3 separate regions of the Sus scrofa genome follow, and all the other regions are linked to region 2. The links are chromatin contacts, called in public HiChIP or PLAC-seq maps. All regions are on one chromosome and are shown on one strand. Each heading gives the region's core, a stretch centred on a gene start, on an enhancer-like site or on the middle of the called end of the contact. The rest is flanking DNA. Distances are from core to core; before and after follow the strand shown. Region 1 overlaps ZFP1 (zinc finger protein 1 homolog). Region 2 overlaps CFDP1 (craniofacial development protein 1). Region 3 overlaps ZNRF1 (a long non-coding RNA gene).

Region 1 (4,701 bases), core at 424-2,923, 290 kb after region 2:
TCGATCCCTGACTCGGGCACTTGTGCATGCCACAGGTGCAGCCAAAAAACAAAAAAAAAAGTCTTCTCTCTACTCAAAATCAAAGAAAAGCAATATAACTCATGCAATATCATTTTGACCTGTAAGTTTGGCCAATGCTTAAAAGAGTAATGATACCCAGGGTTGGAACAACTTGGAAAAATTTTTTTATAAAATTCTGGTGGGATTATAATATATAAAATCATTCCAAAGGCCTCATTGTATCCAAAGTTAAAATTTTAGAGGCATCACAACTTTTAAGCTTGTACAATGATGTATAAACAAGAATGTCTGTTCTCACCCTGCAGTTTATATCTGCAAAACACTGGAGACAACCTAAGAATCTTTCAACAGGTAGAAGTAAAATAAATTGTGATACATAAATAGAATTTGGAGAGACATTGAGAATGATAACATACACTACGGGGAGATGGTGAACGCATTGAGAAATGAACAAATGTATGTGCTGGGCATTTGGGATGGAAATGCCATAAAATTTGGTTGTGATGATTGTTGTACAGCTATAAAAGTGATAAAATCCTTTGAGTAAAAGAAAAGTGAATGAATGTAAAGGATACAAGAGTATTAGCGTGTGATCCTATTTTTATAAAAATTATGCATATTTAAAAAATACTAAATACTAGAATGTACAAAAAGAAGAAATACACACTCTTCCCCCAACAAACACACACAAAATAAATTCCCTACTGTCTTATGCATCACACGTGGAGTACTGTGTGCATGGCCTGTTTCTGAAGACCCTGCAAAATTTAAGACCACATTTTTTTTTTTTACTAATTTCCTCTGAGGCATAAAGGAAACATGTAGAGGATGTTTTTTTGAATAAGATATTTTAAATGTTGCCTTTAATTTTTTGGACCTTCCGCTAAGGTTTCACACCCTCTTCTCCACCACCTACCCACTTATCCTAGTGGCTGTTTGCTCTTCTGAGCCTGCTGTAATATTCACTTCTGTTCCAACAAGCACAGGTACCAAGAGTAAGTGCTTGCTTGGATGGCACCACTCTTGAACGTAAACAGACTTTAACTGTAAATATAGGGACGGTTTAAAGTGGAGCAAATATCCCAAAGGACATAATAACAATGATTTGTTCACAGAGAGTGAGCAAAAATTTTCACTTCTGTCCACTTGCCCCAGTGACATTACAGTGGGGTGCAGATTGGATCCAAGAACGTGTGTGCTCTGTTGTATTAAAATCCATTGGTCTTTCTCGTACTTTGGATCATTTATTCAGGCATCATGCCCTGGCCATGTGAAAAATACCGCCTTACAGAATCATAAAGATCTTTGAAATGCTGATACCTCCTCTTACACAGGGTCAAAGGACTGTAAGAAAATCACCACTGGGCTCCTGAGAAAAGTTTTAATAAGTATTGGGGAGGAGAATCAGGTTTTTGCCAAAATTCTAATTTTCACTTTAAAGCTCGTTTTATCGTTGGACAACAAATAGAGTCACTTGTTTTCCCTGAAATGACAGCTCATTTGATTCATTTTTGAGAAAATGTCTGCCAAATAGCCAGCCTTCATTTGAGTCTTAGCCATTCATGTAAAAATGTTTCATGAGAAAAGCAGCTAGTTCAGCTCATGACTCAAACAGCTGCATAGTGGTTTTCCTGGAGACAACATCATGCTTCTGTACCTTGTACGTACTTCCTGTTTCATCAGACAGAATGTTAAAAGGACATGCCCTCGAAGCTGAGACAGTACAATTAATCATTTTTATTGCATTCTTTTTTTTTTTTTTTTTTTTTTTTTTTTGGTCCTTTGTCTTTTTAGGGCCACACCTGCGACATATGGAGGTTCCCAGGCTAGGGGTCAAATCAGAGCTACAGCTGCCAGCCACAGCCACAGCCACAGCAACCCAGGATCCAAGCCACATCTACGACCTACACCACAGCTCACAGCAACGCCAGATCCTTAACTCACTGAGCAAGGCCAGGGATCAAACACACATCTTCATGGACACTAGTTAGGTTCGTTCACCACGGAGCCACGATGGGAACTCTTCCACTAAGGGCATCCTTAAGTGAAACCGGCATTTCTTTCCTGCAGCTGCATGAGAGTGCAGAAAGCAGTGACTGCCCGTGCAACTTGTTGCCACTCTCTGGAATCCTGCTGTGGCACCAGCAGGCTCCTCCACCAACTGCTTTTGCACCATCAGTGCAAATGTCAACTCAACAAAATAGGAAAATAATGCCCAAGTATTATTATTACAATAGTCTTGACCTCCTGGATCCCCTGCAAGGGTCAAGCCCCAGGGTCTATGGCTTACACTTAAAGCAAGATCACTGCGTGCCATTATTACACCTAAAAAATGTACAATGTTTCCTTAGTAGTATTCAAATATCCAGCTGGTAGCACATTTCCAAATTGTTTTCATGGATGTCATATATTTCTTCAAGTTTTTATTTTATTTTTTTTTATTTTTTAAGGTGGTACCTGTGGCATATGGAAGTTCCCCAGGCCAGGGGTTGAATTGGAGCTGCAGCTGCAGGCCTACACCACAGCCACTGCAACACAGGCTCCAAGGTGCATCTGCAACCTACTCCACACAGCTTGTGGCAACTCCAGATCCCTAACCTACCGAGTGAGGCCAGGGATTGAACCTGCATCCTCAGGGACACTGTGGCAGGTTCTTAACCCACTGTGCTGCAGTGGGAACTCTGTTTCTTCAAGCTTTTAAAACTCAAGATCCAAATGAATCCATGTCCCATGACTGACATCTTTTAATACATAGGCTCTCCCACCATATCTTTTTTTTTTCTTTGCTATTTACATGCTGATAACACTGGCTGATTCATTCTGAAGAACTTCCACAGGGTCTGGATTTTCTTGATCACCTTAATTTTTTTTTTTTTTTGTCTTTTTAGGGCCACACCTGCAGCATATGGAGGTTCCCAGGCTAGGGGTCGAATGGGAGCTGTAGATGCCAGCCTACACCAGAGCCACAGCAACGCGGGATCCCACCCGCGTCTGCGACCTACTCCACAGCTCATGGCAACGCCGGATCCTTAACCCACTGAGCAAGGGCAGGGACCGAACCCGCAACCTCATGGTTCCTAGTCGGATTCGTTAACCACTGCGCCACGACGGGAACTCCCCCATTAAATTTTATTTATTTTATTTTTTTATTTTTTTATTTTTTGTCTTTTTTTTTTTTTTTTTTTTTGCTATTTCTTTGGGCCGCTCCCACGGCATATGGAGGTTCCCAGGCTAGGGGTCGAATCAGAGCTGTAGCCACTGGCCTACGCCAGAGCCATAGCAGCGCGGGATCCGAGCCGCGTCTGCAACCTACACCACAGCTCACGGCAACGCCGGATCGTTAACCCACTGAGCAAGGGCAGGGACCAAACCCGCAACCTCATGGTTCCTAGTCGGATTCGTTAACCACTGTGCCACGACGGGAACTCCCCCATTAAATTTTAATGATCGATTTTCTGTTCCTTGATCTGGACTTGGAACCTGAGAAGGTCAAGATTTCAGAAGAATTTAGGGCCAAAAACTAACAGCAGTTCCTTACTCCTTGCCAGGTCTTAAAACAATTCTTTTCCTAAGATACTGAGTAAGAGGTTCAGGTTTTCCCGCCAAGCGTCCTCATGGATACTAGTCCGATTTGTTTCTGCTGAGCCACAGCAGGAACTCCGGGGGTGAATTTTTGAATTGAGTGGCTAGAGAAGGTTTTACTCATCAGGTGAGGTCTGAGTCAAGATGTTAGGCACCGAATGTCTATAATCATAACTCCAAGACTCCATAATCAGACTCCTGCTGGTGCATGTTCCTGACCTTGTATTATTTCCAGTGTCTGACACCACCACTCCATCTGGTTACCAATTTCTCCCAGCAAGTCGATCTGTCTCCCTCTTTATTACGTCAGAAATGATGGGAAGGAATGATAACTAATCATGGCTTCTCCTTCATTTGGGGCACTGAGAAGTAGCCTTCAATTGATTTTTTTTTTCATGGAAAAATTACAAAATAGGAAGCCTGCAAAAATCCCCCTGATTTGGAGTATCTCATGCTATCTTTCTTTATTTTTAACATAAATTAATTCCGGGATGGAAGAACTTGAACCTCAAAAAATCCAGTTATCTTACTGAGTGTTTGACAAGTCCATTTTTTTTTTTCAATGAACAAAGGGGCGTTACATGGCCAGTGGCTTAGTTTTTATCCAGGGGTCCTCTGGGCATACACAGACTGTCTCTCTCATTTATCTTAGCCTTCCCAGCACTGTGCTTGGTAGAGATGCTGAATGAATGAATGACTGGGACAAGAACTCATGATGCTTGAAACCCAACCCCTACCGGGGACATGCAGTTCTGAGGTCCTGTCCACCTGGGTGTACCAAGTGCTGCCTATGCAGCCTGCATCCTGCTGGAGTTGACAGCTTCCAGCATCACCCAAATCTTCAGTGCTGCCCACCTCAGGGGAATGGTGGTGCCCCTGCATGACACCAGGGTGGGCAGCTGCTCCTTCAGCCCTTTTCTCCTGCAGGCCAGGTCTTGGGACTGCAAAGAACTCCAGCTTGCTCTTCGCTCTATCTGCTCCTCATGGAGAAACACCTAAAGAATATTCTATTTATCTCACTTTGGGGGGAAAAATCATAGTCATTCTGAATCAGGTTTATTACTGGATGCATTGGGGTTTTTTTGGTCTTTTGTCTTT
Region 2 (4,490 bases), core at 600-3,099:
GGGTTTCTCAATCACGTAGCTTTCTTCCACGCCTAAATTACCGCCTGTTTAGCCAGTTTTAAGGAATTTTGTTTCATCTTTAGGTTGTTGTCGGTGTAGAACATGAGCCTTGTTCTGAGTATTTCCAGTTGTTTATAGTATTGTTTTTCTCCTTGAAATAATGCCGGTGTTTTTCTCCCACATACTCCATCTCCTTATTCCGACATTTACCTTGGCGTGAGCACTAAACTGCATGCATGTGAGGTGCAGGGGGCCCCTTTCAGCCCGCACCTCAGCGACGCACATGGGCAGTGATTCAGCAGGGACTCGAAGTGTGTTTCATGCTGACACAAGTAGCGGAGGGGATTCGAGAGACCTCAGACTTTGATATGTTGTTGTTTCACTTGTTTATTAATAAGGGGAAAATGTCTTTCTTTGGAACGGTTGTAGTAAACTTTGGTCATAAAGCTGAGCAGCCAGAATTTATTGAAAGCCCAGTGGTACTTGCCTGTTGTCATTTATTTTCTTTTCTTAGATGTTGTTTCTCTCTTTTTATTCCTCTTCATAACTTGGTGTCTTCTTCCTTGACACAGGGTGACTAAGGAAGTGGATGCTACATCTAAAGAAGCCAAATCCTTCTTCAAGCAAAATGAGAAAGAAAAACCACAGGCTAATGTCCCTTCAGCTCTGCCATCACTTGCTGCCGGCTCAGGGTGAGTGTTCTAGTCTCAGGCCCAGGCGCGCCTGGCTTGTTGGAGAAGCTGTTTTTGGTTCAGGGATGCACTTTGCCTGTAGCTCTTATGAGTCCTTTCCTGAGAGAAGGAATCATACTACTGTTCTGCCTTTGCTGAAATAGTTGCCAGAATGGAAGATGCAGAAAAAAATTAGGCATCCGGTTCTCGTTTGATTCTGAAAAACGTCCTGATTTACAGTGTTGTCTAGAGCTGAACATGTCGTAAACGTTACACTTAAAAAAACAATCTTTGAATGAAAATAACAGCAGTTCATCAGACTTGTAATAAAGATTTGGATTGAGTGCTCACTTCCATTCCCAAGGACCTCATAGGAACAGAAAAAGGTCAAAGCTGATTTACAGATAATTTTATTAACACAGTGTCAAGAACTTTGTGGTTTTTTTGTCTTCACATTTTCCATTATCACTTGAGTTATTTTTAACTGAAGACTAGAGTTCCTTCTCTTTGGAGGAAATAAAAATTCCCCTCTTCTTCACCTATGCACAAGAAGTGAAATGTCACAGTATGAGTTGCGGCGGCCCTGCCCTTGCCTGCAGTGGCACTAATCACCTGCTGACTCCTCTCGGGAGCTCTCTGACCTTGAGGTGTTTGGGGCTTCACTGACCCTTCAGTCAGAGTTTGTTGCTTCTTCCTTCCCTTCAAGACAGTGGAGTTTTGTTCCGCCTGTTTGTCTTTCTAGGGCCGCACCCGCAGCATGTGGAGATTCCCGGCTAGGGGTCGAACTGGAGCTCTAGCTGCTGGCCTGTGCCACAGCCACAGCAACCCAGGATCCAAGCCGTGTCTCCAGCCTATACCACAGCTCACAGCAACACCGGATTCTGAACCCACTGAGGGAAGCCAAATCTGTTTTTTTTTTCCCCCCGAACCTGAATCTTCATGGATACTAGTTGGGTTTGTTGCCGCTAAGCCATGATGGGAACTCCTGTTTTTTTACATTAAAAAGAGAATGATTGGTTTTCCTGTCAGGTTATGAGTTTTTGAGATCAGGCCTTTCTCACCTTTGTAGCCCTTGCTCCAGACAACACTGTATCTCACCTCTGTGTCACCTAGGTTGCATTTACCCAAAACTAGACCCGGAGACAAAGTGTTGAGTGCAAGTCAGCTGTTAGTGTGGGAGGTGATTGGAGGAAGCCCCAGAGGGAAGTGAAATGGGGCAGAAGGGAGCCAGTGCAGGGCGCATTTTCCATCTGCTGCTGCTGGTGCTGGTGGGGTCTTGGCAAAGGCGAGGAGGCTGGGATATTTCTCCTCCAGCCCCCATCATTACTGGCTCAGCTGCTTCCGTGGCCTTCGGGCCGTGAGCTGCAGGTGTGCGGTGACACTGCTCTCAGGGTGTCGTGGTGAGTGCATGGACGAGGACTGTGACCACATCTGCTCCATGCTTTGTATCTGCTTCTTACGCCAAGCCTTCCTCTCTCATTGGAGCAGCTTGGTGGCAGAAGTCATGTAGTGGTTACACAGGAACCTGAGAAGGAAAAGGGCTGGAGCGCTTGCTCCCGCCGCGGAGAGGGGTCCACACCGAGGAAGGCGGCTGTGAGAGGACAGAGTCCTGTGAACGGGGTTCTCCAGACTGACCCTGTGACTGCTCCAGGGCAGTACTTTTCAAGCTGTGGTCTGCAGCCATCATCGAAGAGAAATAGAGTGAAAAATGTAGTACATCATGTGGTCAGAATAAATACTGTTTCATAAAATTTTTTGAAATTTCAGTCATTGATGTGCTTGTGCAGGGTGACAAAGTAATAGTTTGGTGAGAGTTGAGAGAAAAAATACACGGCTCTTTGCTGAAGCACCATATGCTTTTATCCTTACAGTCGTTGTGTTGTTCGAAAGGAGTTATCTTCAGACCAGTGCCTTTCAAACTTTATTGACTGCCCTTCATAATAAGGAATAACATTTTACATTATGCCTTAGAACATCCGTAAATACAGATATATATAAAAGGGAAATAAGAATTTGGTGAAATAGTACTTACCTTTACTATCAGTGTATGATAAACTCTGACTTTTCTATTTTATTTACATTATTATGTGTAGTGTGTGCCACTTTAAAAAAGTGAACTGATTGCACAATCTTACAACGCGAATTTGACTAATACTGCTCGAGACGATGTGTGGTTAGCTTTCTCCAGTCTGGTCCTTGGGTTACTGCACTTGTACCTAATATTATGAATCACTGTCTCTTGGATTTACTGAAGTGTTAGTGTGAAAGTTACCTCTGGATCATGTAGTAGATAGAAATAAAAGCCAAGTTTCTTCTACCGAAGGTTTCTAGCATAGTTAGTTTCAACTAGCACAATTTTTACTTCTAGCCCCCTTGGGTGTTTCTTAATATAATCCTTCTTGATGCTTAGAGATTCTGCTTGGATCAGTGTGTTTCAGAAAATGCTGTTACCATAATTATGAAGATAACCGGAGGAGGGAGAACTGGCAGCTCGTTTAAGTCACCAAGTCACTCATGGAACTCTCACTGAATTCTGTGTTTATGCCTTCCTTTGTTAGAAAGAGCTAATACCTTTTTGAGGTAAAAAAATCTGCTGGGATGACGTCTGTATTAGGGAAGCTCAGCAGGTAACAGATGGCCTCCTCAAATAAGGACGCCTCGAGGAGAGTTTAATAACTCGCAAAGTAATGAAAAACCCCAGGGATAGGAGTAGTGCCGGGTCCCTGGGGCTGGCAGTAATGAGGTTCCGTCCTCCCCCTGGCCCGGAAGGGGCAAGCCAGGGAGCGGTTTATCCAGCGAAGATGGGGAGGGCCTCCAGCCAGAGCTGAGTCCTTTACTTGAGTGATGGACCATCTCGGAGGAAGCCGGGGGGCGGGGGGGCGGTGGTGGTGAACACCCGATTACCCCTTCCTCACTCCGTCCCGTCTCTTGCTACGGCACTCCACTGGCCACTGAGGCTTGTAAAAGAAAAAGTTATTCTAATACTTGCTGAACTGATAAGGAAGACTTACTGAGAATTATTGCAGTGGGTGTTAATAAGACTATTGCAGTAGAAGAGATGGATCGGGCTCACCTCGGGATACAGCAGAGACAGCTGGGGATTTATAACCAGGGAACAGAACTGGGGGTGGGGGGAAGATCAGTGGATGGAACAATGCTAAGAAGAGACAGCAGAGATGAGGAGATTGCTGTCATGCTGACCTAACAGGGTTCTTGCTGAAGGCGGGCCAAAGGCTGTACATCAGAGGTGGGGGTGGGAAATGAACTTATCAGATATCAAGTGATCGGGTATTGGGGTGGGTAGTTCTGTGTAAACTGTTTTAGCAGGATTCTTGCTAACTGGACTGTGCAAACCCAGCAATGATAGAGTCCTGGTCGAGAAGAGGTCTCAAAGGAACTAAGGTTTCATCAGGAGCCGTACGAGACAGCATCTGGGGCAGAGAGCAGTGTGGAGAAGGATCTGGAGGGGTCAACCAGGGAAATACCTTTCAGTAGATTATTGAACTACTCTCCCTTAGAGACAACATGAAATTTCACAGTCAGTTTCTATGAAAGTTATAATGGAACATAACAGATTACAAGAATATGTCTGCCTGAGTAAAAAAGTCCTCAGAATTTATACATGAAAATTGTGACACATTTTATTTTTATTTATTTATTTTGTCTTTTGTCCTTCTTAGGGCCGCACCCTCGGCACATGGAGGTTCCCAGGCTACGGGTCTAATCAGAGCCGTAGCTGCCAGCCTGCGCCAGAACCACAGCAACGCGGGATCCAAGCCGCATCTGCTACCTACACCACAGCTCATGGCAATGCCGGAT
Region 3 (4,619 bases), core at 1,697-4,196, 310 kb after region 2:
CCCATGTCTTGACTGTGTAGAAATACTTGATTAAAATGAAGTCACACAGTGCATCTTTTATTAGACATTATTTTAATACCATATCAAAACACCTTGACTAATGAAGTAAGCTTTTCCCCCCGGCTTTGAACATGTTTTTAAACATTTTATAAGGGTTTTTTTTTTTTTTTTGTATTTTAATATACAAATACAGAAACCTATCTTGCAGGGGCTGATGCCATGTGTGAACACCAATGGCTAAAATGTTCTCAAACAGAACGCCTGAACACGGGGTGGCTGTACAGATCCGTTAAATAAGTCTTTTGTGTGTCTAAGTTTTTTTTGGGGAAAAAAAAAACTCCACAAGGGTCTAAGAAAAATGTTCAGGCATTTTTGCAGGACACTTGTGATTGTTAAATCCTTGCAACGGACCAGAACCAGGAGGAAGCGGGAAGGAAGAGAAACGGAGAGGAGGAGGAGGAGAGGTCCCTTGGGGGGCTGGTTTTTGGCAATGAAGTCAAGATACCAGGGTCCCGAGGGGAGAAAGTGCGAGACCAGGGCAGAAAAAATGGGGAAGAAACCAACCAAACAAGAAACCAAGGCCGAGCGGTTGGCGAGGGCGAGGCCGCCGGGCGCCGTGAGCAAGGCCGCGCCTGGCGAGAACCCACTCTGTCGTCTCTGCCCCCAAGCGAGCGGGTTCTGAGCGGGTTCTGGCGGGGCCGCAGACAGCGATCTGTAAACATCACGAGGGAAAACACCAGTCGACACTAGACTTTTTGTTTCTGTTTTTTGTTTTTTTGTTTTTATAGTTTTTTTTGTAAACACTTTAGAGACAGACCCACAACGCCTTTCGAAAGTGAAAAAGAAAATGCCCTTTCCCTCCTGGGATGAGGATGAGGGAAGGAGAGCGGGTGGTTCTTCCTTCTGGCAAACGCGCGCTCATCCAGTCTGGTGTCCTCGGGGAGAAAGGGAGAACCATCTCTGGAAGTCAGTGCAGGAGGGGCGCCCTGTTCCCACGGGTGTCCCCAGCTCAGCTCTGCCCCAGGGTCCGAAGCCTCCTCTCAGGAACGGGGGCGGGGGGGGGCCTGGCTGTCCCTGTGGGGACCAGGAGACGTGAGTCGTGTTCCGAGGGGCCGAGGCTGGCCGTGTGCATCCCGCGAGGCCGGGCCGGGGCGCCCGTGGTTCCGGTCCGGGGGCCCCGGCGCCGAACATCGTGAAGCCAAATGTGCCAGGAAGGTGGGCTCGCAGCCAGCGCCAGGCTCCACTCCCTCGGCCTCACTCTCCCCCTTGCTGTTTCTTCGCCCCACGTCCTCAGTTTTTGAGGCGAAGGTAAAAAGAGCCAATGTCCCTGAATAGTTTGACATCATCAGCTGTTCTGGGAGTTTACTTGGAATAAAGAAAATAAACCTAACGAAGAACAAAAGAAAACAGAAAACAGAGGCAGGCGGGAAGAGAGAGGGAAAGAGGCCCCCAGACCCTCGGATGCGAGAGGAGATGGAGTCCGGGTTTGGGTGTGGGTTTCTCTGCGGGTTTAGTCTGTTAGCAAGGAGCACAAGCGCCAGCCCAGATGGGGACAGGAGGGGACGGTGGCAACAAAGCAACACGCCCAAGGAGAAACGGGGGTCAAACGATGGTTTGGGGAGAGCAAGTGCACATCTGGGGAGGAAGCCGATCGCACTGCTCTGCTGTGGGTAGCGGGGCCCCAAGCTCGGCCTGGAAGCCTCAAGAACACGTGCTGTCTCGAACAGGGCCTGTGATGTCCCTTCCCCAAAGAGGCAGCAGAGACCCCTAAGGTGAGGACCTGCCCCCACCACCCAGGGAGCACGAGGCAGTTGGGAAGCAAGGCAGTGTCTTGTCCCAGAGTTTGTGCTGCTTCTCCTGCCCGGCCCTCTCCTCAGGGAGACCGGCCCCAGACATCTGGAACACAGCCCAACGAAGCTACCTCTGCTAAGCAGGTTCTTCTCCATGACCGAGCAAGTCTCCACTCGCATCCTGCCCGGGAACCACCCCACCCCACGGCACCACTGCTGCTAACATGCTCCCCTCTCCCCGACCCTCTCAGGGGTGGGGGGGGTGTGAGGGCAGCTCGGAGCCCCCCACCCTCCTGGTCCCAGAGCGACTCCATCCCAACCACAGGCTCACCTTTGAGAGGAGTCAGCAAGCGAGCCCAGCAGGGTCAATCCGCGGGGTGTTCTGGACAAGATCTGTTCACTTCAAACCATGAGTCTATGCAACTGAGGGGAGAGGCAGCAAAGGAAACACATCACCAGCTGACCGGGCTGCTGCTTAGGGAGCTCGCTCCAAGGACCAGGTCTCTGAACAGGGGATTTGTAACTCGCCTCGAGGCCCCCAGATACCCACTGTCTCCAAGCAAGGAGAAGGGAGGGCACCCAGATGGGTCCTGGCTCGGCCGGAGGCCCGGTGTCGGGGGTGTGGGGCCGGGCTGAACCTCGGCGCTTCAGGAAGCTGGGGCTGTGGTCTCGAGAGGGACCAAGACCTCATGGAGGGGGAGCCCGGGAGGACGGCAACAGCTACCAGTGAGAAGGCGAGAGTCGGGGCTGTGCAGGGCAGCCAACCAGCTATCTGCAAGTCCTCTCCCGGGTCCAAGGAGCAGCCTGAGGTACCCTCCCTGGTGGGTAACTTCTGAGGTGACCCCCATGCTCTGGCCTGGCTGGCCATGGTGGGCAGCCAGCATGTGGCCTTTCCAGAGCAGGGCTGGCCCTGTGGCATAGGGACATTGTTCAGGAGAGCCAAACAGGAGGCTGGCAGGGAACTCTGGTCTCTGGAGTTTACAGAAAAGAGTCTGAACAGAGAGGGAACAGCAATTGCCCCAAGACGGCTTTCTGTAAAACAACATCTGGGTATTTTCAAAACAGGAACCAGACAGATTATTTGCATAATCTCCCCAGAGCTGAAGTTCCCTCCTGGTTCCGGTCGATGCTGCCTGGGACACTGGAGCCCTGGGTGCTGGGCCCAGGCCAGGACGCACCCCTCCCCCCGCCCAGGCCTCACTGGAGCCTTCCCGGCACCGGCCACATCCACATGCTGCCCCGTGGCCAGTGGCCCTGTGAGTCAGGCTTTGGAAAAGCCCATGTGTCAGGAAGCAGCGCTGGGGCTCAAGGGGCTGAGAGCAGGTGGCGGCCACAGGCAGCACACAGCGTCCTCCGGTCCTGAGTAAGGAGGTGTCTTCTTTCCACTTGGAAACAAGAACGAGTCTGAGGATGAGTCTCAGCCCTGCTAATTATAGTGGCTCACAGCCCACGGCCCCACAGGTAGTGGCTATTCCTGCCTGCCTGGCCTCCGGGGGGCAGGGGAGGGGCCGGGGCAGCAAGCACACCCTCCGTGCTGCTCATCTCGCAGAAGAGGCCCCACGCCCTGTGGAGCAAAGGGCCACAGAGAAAGGGAAGGCGCACAGAGACAGAGACTCAACCTTCCAGGAGCTTCTTCTGCACCCCCACGGGCCTCCCCATCTGCCCCCACCACCCAGGACCTGCACTCGGCATGTCCAGACCTCCTGCCTGCTGGCCTCTGCATCGACCCCACCCAGAGTCCTGGGGGACAGGGTGACCAGCAAGGCCCACCCTCCACTCTGCCCTCAGCACAGGGAAGGAGCCCTCTGGGGTCTGGGTGCAGTTGAGCTGGCCCTGCTGGGCCTCTCGTACCTTTTGTGATAAATGCACAGGCAGGGCAGCCTGGCTATCGTGTCCCCCTGAAGCAGCTCCTCCAGGCAGATCACACACTCCCCTGCATCTTTAGTCAGCACGTCATCTGCAAAGGGGGGACAGGGAAGAGTGGGAGTGGTGGGGGGTCAGTCACCAGCAGGCAGGTGGCACACGGCAGGTATAGGTCTAGGAGGCTACTAGGGTCGCCTCACGTGTGTGGGGTTCTGTGCAGGGACACAGACGCCTAAGAGGGACCTGGATGTGCAAGCCCTTACCGGGGAGACAAGACATGCAAACCTTCTCACCAAGATTAATCACCAAATGAGTGGCCCAGGCAACGAAGGACAAAAAAACACTTGGACAGGAAGAGACAAGTAGCAGAGGCAGCATGAAGCCAACTAATTCCCTGAAGAGATCTTTCCCCTAAACATGCACACACACCAGGTGTACTGGATGTCTGGTTTGGAAAAATAAGATGGGAAGAGGGGTGTCAGGCAAGAATGACAGGGACAACAGAACAGGTCCTCTGGCAAATACGCGTGCATGCATATCCACAGCGGCATTATTCATGAGCCAAGGTGGGAACAACCCAAATGCCCACCAGCTGACAAGACAAAGGAAACGCGTGCACCTACATAATGAAGTATCACTCAGCCAGGAAAAGGGAGAGCTGACAGGTGCTGGAATGTGGGTGCACCTCAAAAACATGATGCTGGGTGAAGGAAGCCAGACATAAAGGGCCACCTGCTACATGATTCCATTTATATGAAATGTCCAGAACAGGCAAATTCGTGGAGACAATAATAGATCAGGGGCTGGGGGCATGGGGCTCGGGGGAGTGACTGCTTCATGGGGAAGGGAGATTTTCTTTTTTTCTTTTTCTTTTTTTGTGGTAGGAACACCCTCTTTTTTTTTTTTTTTCCTTCTTTTTTCTTTTTAGGGCCGTACCTGCAACATATGGAAGTTCCCAGGCTAGGG

Evidence for each region. HiChIP or PLAC-seq counts read pairs in DNA pulled down with a chosen protein or histone mark.
Region 1: a contact with region 2 is called in an H3K27ac HiChIP or PLAC-seq map of alveolar macrophages. The contact joins two enhancer-like sites. A contact is called at or near these places in 1 of 47 Hi-C or Micro-C datasets (embryonic fibroblasts) and 1 of 2 datasets of contacts at active chromatin or transcription factors (alveolar macrophages).
Region 3: an H3K27ac HiChIP or PLAC-seq map of alveolar macrophages shows a contact between it and region 2. The contact joins two enhancer-like sites. A contact is called at or near these places in 1 of 47 Hi-C or Micro-C datasets (embryonic fibroblasts) and 1 of 2 datasets of contacts at active chromatin or transcription factors (alveolar macrophages).

Annotation. Positions count from the first base shown.
Region 1 is chr6:12,537,463-12,542,163 of Sscrofa11.1, forward strand. All of the region lies in intron 2 of ZFP1 (zinc finger protein 1 homolog), which reads right to left. Among named protein-coding and RNA genes, the nearest start is that of LDHD, 8.3 kb to the right of the region's middle. Within about 2 kb of position 1,674, at least 17 of the 83 cell types and tissues checked have an H3K27ac peak or open chromatin away from gene starts, as enhancers often do. A contact at or near this core is called in alveolar macrophages, where this site is marked.
Region 2 is chr6:12,251,457-12,255,946 of Sscrofa11.1, forward strand. It overlaps CFDP1 (craniofacial development protein 1), which reads left to right. Exons shown (of 7, transcript XM_021093775.1): 5 at 573-692. Among named protein-coding and RNA genes, the nearest start is that of CFDP1, 30 kb to the left of the region's middle. Within about 2 kb of position 1,850, at least 2 of the 83 cell types and tissues checked have an H3K27ac peak or open chromatin away from gene starts, as enhancers often do. A contact at or near this core is called in alveolar macrophages, where this site is marked.
Region 3 is chr6:12,555,600-12,560,218 of Sscrofa11.1, forward strand. ZNRF1 (a long non-coding RNA gene) reads right to left here. Exons shown (of 5, transcript XR_002344499.1): 3 at 3,642-3,747; 4 at 2,122-2,213; 5 at 56-712. Among named protein-coding and RNA genes, the nearest start is that of ZFP1, 8.4 kb to the left of the region's middle. Within about 2 kb of position 2,947, at least 36 of the 83 cell types and tissues checked have an H3K27ac peak or open chromatin away from gene starts, as enhancers often do. A contact at or near this core is called in alveolar macrophages, where this site is marked.